Regions from separate parts of the Zea mays genome. Here region 1 is linked to region 2. Evidence: chromatin contacts called from public Hi-C data. All regions are on one chromosome and are shown on one strand. The core of a region is the stretch at or near the end of the contact, and the rest is flanking DNA. Distances in the headings are between cores, read along the strand shown. Region 1 holds the start of LOC100193142 (Dof zinc finger protein DOF2.1). Region 2 holds the start of LOC100273484.

Evidence for each region. Hi-C and Micro-C count contacts between places; a contact is called where the count stands out from the background.
Region 1: a contact with region 2 is called in a Hi-C map of leaf, with 3 times the contacts expected there. The contact joins the promoter of LOC100193142 here to the promoter of LOC100273484 in region 2. A contact is called at or near these places in 2 of 25 Hi-C or Micro-C datasets (both in leaf).

The regions. Positions count from the first base shown.
Region 1 is chr4:165,439,032-165,442,107 of Zm-B73-REFERENCE-NAM-5.0, forward strand. It overlaps LOC100193142 (Dof zinc finger protein DOF2.1), which reads right to left and starts at 1,308. Exons shown (of 3, transcript NM_001138300.1): 1 at 981-1,308; 2 at 726-822. The coding sequence starts at 782.
Region 2 is chr4:165,133,937-165,137,248 of Zm-B73-REFERENCE-NAM-5.0, forward strand. LOC100273484 reads right to left here and starts at 2,039. Exons shown (of 5, transcript NM_001147921.1): 1 at 1,566-2,039; 2 at 1,231-1,461; 3 at 960-1,094; 4 at 507-836; 5 at 1-419. The coding sequence starts at 1,811. The coding sequence ends at 333.

The sequences.
Region 1 (3,076 bases), core at 58-2,557, 300 kb after region 2:
CACATAACATGATAAGAACATCGTCTACCGTTCATACATATATGTGCTTATTACTTACTAGTTATCATTAACAAAAAATAGTGTTTTCCCTAATAAAATTATGGTAAAATATCGACAAGTATATTTATTCACGTTGTTCTTTTCACGTGTTATGTCGACAGTCAAAGAGATCGATATACACGGCTTTTGCAGTGTTCTAAAGTTAAAGCCATGTAGATCAGATGTACTTGTTCAGATCTCTCTTTATCTCTCTTGTTGCTTTTGCTTGCAATTAATATATGGGTAAGAATCTGACGGTAGTGCAGGTGCAGTACACTTTATTATACTGTTTATGTGGTTGTTTCCTTTGTGTTTTTCGACATATTTGTGAGCAATAATCCTTCCAGAGTTTCATCGGTTAGTTTCTTTGTTGGTTTAAGTAAGATATAACGATCCTTGTGGACCTATTAATTGGATATCTCCTGTGATCGATCATAGTAGTTTCATAAAGGTTATTATTACGATCTCACTGCCTTTGATCAGATTAAGTCTACACTAATAAACAACCATTATTGTAGAGAGAGCAGAGACATACAACTTAGTAGTACGTTATGACAAAAAAACAACAGATAATTAAAGAGATATATAGCGCAGAGATCAACAAAGAGAGGAGCTAGTGAGCTGCCAGAAAGGAATTATATATGTTAGTACAAGAACCCAGGTATGTGGTCACGGTATATACGTACCTTGAGCCAGTCGGAGTCCATGCAGATGTGCATCGTCGGCGGTGCCCCGGCCATCATCGTCGGTCGATCACCAGCAGCAATATGATCTGACTACGACCTAGCAACGAGCAGCGACGATCAAGGTGTGTTCTACTTCTCTGCTGCCAAACAGATCAACGAGCAAACACGCAAAACCTAGCTACGACACACACCAAAAGAAATACGTATAAACACACAGCTGGTAGCTAGTAGCTACTACTTGATTGATTACCCTACCTGATCATATTATAGAGCACTAACTGAAATTCCTTCTTGCCGCTGGTGCCTGCCTTGTTGTCGATCGACGAACTGGAAGGTACGCAGCGAGGACGGTACGTCGGAGGAGACGATAGATGCACCGATCGAGCGACGCGCGATCGATTTGCAGCGGCAAACAAACCGGAAGGCCGGGCGATCGATTTGCAGAGGAAGAAGAGAGGATGGATGGATGGATGGTGGTGCCGGCGGCTGCTGGTGAGGAGATGTGAATAAGAAGGGGAGGAAAAGTTGCGCGCCCGAACCCAACCCCAACTCCCACACCGGAGTGATTAGCAGGCGGGTTTTGGTGATAGATCGAGAGCGAGGAAGGAACTGAGGAACGCAGCAGTAGTACTGGTACGACAGAAGCGCTAGCAGGCGGCAGCAGCAGGCAGCAGCGTGCCGGGCGGTGCCGGTGCGTGGCTGCGTGCATGTTGCTGGGCTCCGCGCACCACGGGCCGGGGCTGGCCCACGGTGTCGGGGCCAGCAGCGCCCGGCAGCGTGGCGGACTGGAGCGCGGTGAGTGGACAGTGGAGACACGTCCGGCAGGAGGGGAGACTAGGAGAGGAGAGGATGGGAGGAGAGAGAGAGAGACGGAGGCCGGAAGAGTGAAAGGCGGGCGGCCTAGCTCGTCGCGTCGGCTTCCGCGCTGCCGGCGGTCCCCGCAGCTGGGTTCCTTGAGGCCCGCGCGGCCCCCGCCGCCAGTTCGCATCCCGAGGCGTGCGCGGTTGTCGTCGGCCGGGCCCGTCCGTCTCCGTCCTGGTTCGGCGGCCATCCATGATCCATCCCTTCACTTCACCAGCCTACCCCTACGCTACTGGCTGGCTGGCTGCTCACCATCCACAGGCCAGTGGCTATTGATCGGCTGTGCGCGCGTGTGCGTGGCGTGCTGGTCCAATTTATTTCTTCATTTATTTTGTTACAAAAAAATGACAGTGATATACATAACATTTGTTTATGCTCTTAATATGTCATGGAATTTTTTTAGAGAGAGAAAAAAATGTATATTCTAGCTACTTAGTAGGATAAAGAGAGGTACTGTAGTAGCTCTCTCTAGTGGATCAGAATACTTGATGCGTCACCGTTACGAGACGGCAGAATGTCAGTTTGAGCAAATACGCTAGCCGCCTAGCCGGAAAGGCAGAGTGACGTGGCTTGGATTGTGGTGATGCGTAGCCAGGACGACACCACTCCGGCCACGTGGAATATTTCGGTCCCAGTGAGGAAAGGCCAGAGACGAGAAAACCGACCGAAAAAAGCGCACTCCAACTGGGCCCATGCGTCTTGACCGGATCGCTGCTTCGACCGTCGTCGGCGGCGGCGACATTGAGATATGCGCCGTAGTTCCAAAAAGTACGTACGGCGAAAACGGATTCCTAGTCTATGTACGTAGTACGGAGTACAGTACGTATGTATGGCGGCGGGCGTTATGGGTGAGATTTTTTTTCTTCTTCTTGGGACTGTTCAAAAGCATGTTTTTGTGGGTCCAGCCGGCCGGCCATGGCCATGGTTCGAAAGGGGGGCATGTGTGGGAGCAAACAAGAGACAGATATAGCAGAGCCGAAGCATCTCTCCCTGTCGCCTCTTCTTCCTCTTCCGGATTCAAATGTCGTTTGCTTTGCGCTTTAAAGCTTGCCTTTGCGAGCTCGCACCCCGCAAGCAAGGTATCCGTTCGCATCCCCCCTCAATAACCTAATGATCTGTGCGACGCAATGCACGCATGCCCATCGGCGTCAGTCCGACGACGACTACCACAGCGTTTCCGTTCCAGCGCGCTTGCCTTGCCTTGCCGGCGTCACTACTGTCACAGCCTAATATTGATCTGTGCACCGCACGGTGTCGCATCGCGTTCTCACGCTCTGCTGTGTTCCGGCCGGTGTGGACGCGTGGCAGTTGCTGATGTTCGATGCCGGCTTGTGAGTTTCTGCGAAGAAAACTCGGGCATTTGAAACCACCGTGCTCACTGCTCACCCAGTCACCCCTGCTGCAGCTAGCTGGTCGACGAGCTCTGCATGCATGCAGGCCGGCCGGTAGTTTTGTCAGAACGCAGGATTTGTTAAGCTGCTGTTGCAATT
Region 2 (3,312 bases), core at 789-3,288:
GGGAAAGTAGTAACTGGATTCAGTCACTCATGCTGAAGTTAAATGTATAAAAGTCTCTTAACTTCACGGTAACATATACACGGCTCATACAAGTCTGAATTTGCATGAACATAGTCAAATTTTGTTTGATGTGCTCATTTTTTGGTAGAGTTATTGGATCGTCCGCCAGTTTGGGAATTCCGTGATGGCATGTACGGCCATTATGAACTCTGAACTTTAAACATGTTCAGGTTGGGCCGTAGGGGTTTATTTTGCCCTGATCTAACCACTACTGTGTTTTTTTTCATTTCACATGAGGCCAAGTGACTGCTGGCTTGGTCTTCAGGAAGCAGCTACTCACTTTCTACTGACTGAAACTGTGCAACAAATCCGCTGAACAAATTCCGGGAGCCAATGTCCCAGGCAGCAGTTCCATTCACCTGCAGAAAGCACAAGGCACTCGGTTCAGTTCAGGCTTCAGCACGGGAGGGTAGGACTCGAGGACAACCGATTTGCAGCTAACATACGTTGAGGCACGGCTCGGTCGTCGACGGTCCGGCCGCCACCGATACCGACGCGGCAGCCGACACAGGGCAGCTCGCGCCGGCGGGCGCGTACGGGTTGTTGACGACCATGTCCAGCCCAAATCCGGTGGAGTTTGCCGCTGCAGATGGATGCATCTGCGGCATGTGGCTCATCTGAAGGCAGGACGGCTCCAGCTGGCCGGCCGGCAGAGCCATCGCGGGCAGGGCTGCCGCCGGGCTGCGTCGTGACTGCTTCAGCTGCCGGCCGAAGAGGTCCTCGACGATGTCGAAGCTCACCACCGGGTTGGAAGCGGCGATCTTCATGGACAGGAACTGCAAGCAGGGGAGGGAGACACTCCGGTGAGCCGTGAGCGATTGCCCAACGACACTAGCTTATCAAGCCGGAAGAAGCGGAGAAGATGAAGCAGGCAGGCAGACAGGCCGGTCGGTCGGTACCTCGACTTGCTTCTGCAGGGACTGCACGTAGTTGATGATCTCGTCAAGCATGCCGGCCTTGCCCGTGACCTTGCTGCACCCGGGCACCAGCTCCTGCAGGTACCGCATCCGCTCGCTGATCCTCTCCCTCCTCACCTGTACGTCAGTTCGTTCGGCCATGAGCTCTAATGCACGCCGCAGGTCGGGTCGATCTATCGGTGCCCACGAGCAGCATGGACCATGGGGCACGCGCGCAAAGATGTTTGCCCAGTAACTCAGCTGTTAATATTACCCGCTCGGCGAGGCTGTGGCTGTCCGTGGCCTGGCCGCGGCGGGCCCGGACGTGGATGTAGTCGGTCTTATGGCCGGCAGCAGCAGCCGCCGCCGCCGCCGATGCAGCCTCGGCCTTTTTCTTTGTGCCTGCCTTTGGCCGCTCCTGCTTCCCTTTCCCTGGCGCCACGATCTCAGAGATGCCAGACAGCCGCTTCCCTCTGGGTCTCTTGCTCATGTCGTTTGCACCACCCTGCTAATTTCAATTTTTTTAACACAACTGTCAGTCAAAGACTTGACAATCCAGCAGAAAGCGTTGCTCCGGCAACCAGCACCGCCCATGCCTGAACCTCTCACCGTGGCATCGAGGCCGTCGTACGCGTCCGGTTTCCTCTTCCTGGAGCCGCCGCTGCCGCTGCAAGAGGACTCGTTGCCGTTGCCGGCCATGGCAGGCACGCCGAGGTTCGCGCCGCACATGGCGCCCAGGTCCGGCCACTCCTGGAGGCAGCCGAACGCGGTGGTGCACATTGCGCCGAACTTGTCGTCGTCGAGGTCGAGCCGCCCCTGGCAGAGGCTCTCGGCGGTCCCCCGGCATCGCGCCATTGCCAGCGACCCCAGAGGCGGGATCAAAACGCCGAGTCCTAAGACTAAGGGGGAGAAAGGGGGAAAAAACACGAGGACTCGGGGCAAGCTTTGCCTCGGCTGTTTTGGTGCAGGTCTCTGAGCCACCGACGAGTGAATCAACGCAGCGCGGTTAGCAATTACTATGTAGGAGGAGCGTGTGGCGTAGGGAGGATCTTGTGGCCTTGTGTGGGTGAAGCTTGCGTGTCCCTTTCGATCCCGGTTCTATGCCCAATTTCCCAATCAATATATATAGGGAGAACGGCTGGTGGGTAGATATGGGGTGCCCAGCGCCCTTTGCTTGGGGCGATGGTACTTGGCCATGGCAGATTGGATTTGGCTCTCCCTTTAGAGGTGCGAGTGCGATCATGTGAGGTAGGGTTTCGACACAGTGGTGTGGGGGAGTGTGTTTTTGAGCTGGCATATCGTAGGACCCCAGTTTGCCGGTGCCGGGCCGGGGGGCCTTCTCAGCTACGCGTAAACTTAAACTGCAACGCAGCAGGGCATCAGAAACGAGCACCCAAGACCGATGATCTACGAAAAAGTCAGCTTTTTAGCATCTACTAGTAATTAATTCATGCATAACATCTTCAAAATTCACGCGTTCCGAATGAAGGTATGACCTACGAGTAGTGCTCGGAATATGAACCAGGTATTTTAAGTCAGCACGAGCACGCCCTAAAAACAAAAGCTCAAATCACGATCCGACAAGAAATAATATATACCAAGCTAACACAACCTAAAGACGGATCTAGGCTGAGTCTAAAATTCTGGCCCAACGGGTCCTCGACACAGACCACACAAATGGATCGACACGACCCAGTGAAGCTCATACTTTTTAATTTTATAATTTAGTAAGCTACAAACTTTATATTGTTGTGATATTTAGCCTTTATAGGACCGAATTATGTTAGGATTGTTTAATATCTTTAATTTAGTATATTATGGACTTTATGTTGTTGTTGTATTTTGATTTTATGTGGTTAAATATATGGGTCGAGTTTGAGCCGGCACGACCCAACGAAGACACAATATGTGGTTTAGGATCGGACTGGCCACTGTTTTACATTTCAGTCTGGCACAAAATGGTCCAAAAGTTTTTAGATTTTTTGGCCTGAACTTGTTTAATACGAAGCACGATATACTCGGACCAGGTCGATCTGGCCCAATTCATAGCACTACTCAGGAGTCACGAATGGCCAACGAGAGTATGAACAGCCTGCTCGGGTTCTAGCTGTGCGTGTGCTGGCAGTGAGATGCGCCATTCTGAGATTTCCCTGATGCTGCAGAAGGACGAGAGGGGAGGCGACAGCTGCTCGATCTTATCTGTGCTGGCCGGGCACCAGTGACTCACCACACGTTGCCACGTCGGCTTCCCACAGTAACAGGTAAGGTCACCAGAAAGATGGTTTGAATCTGTCATCTTTACCAAGCAAGGATAAACCTAGAAAAAAAGCACGAATAACAAGGCAATTGATAATGG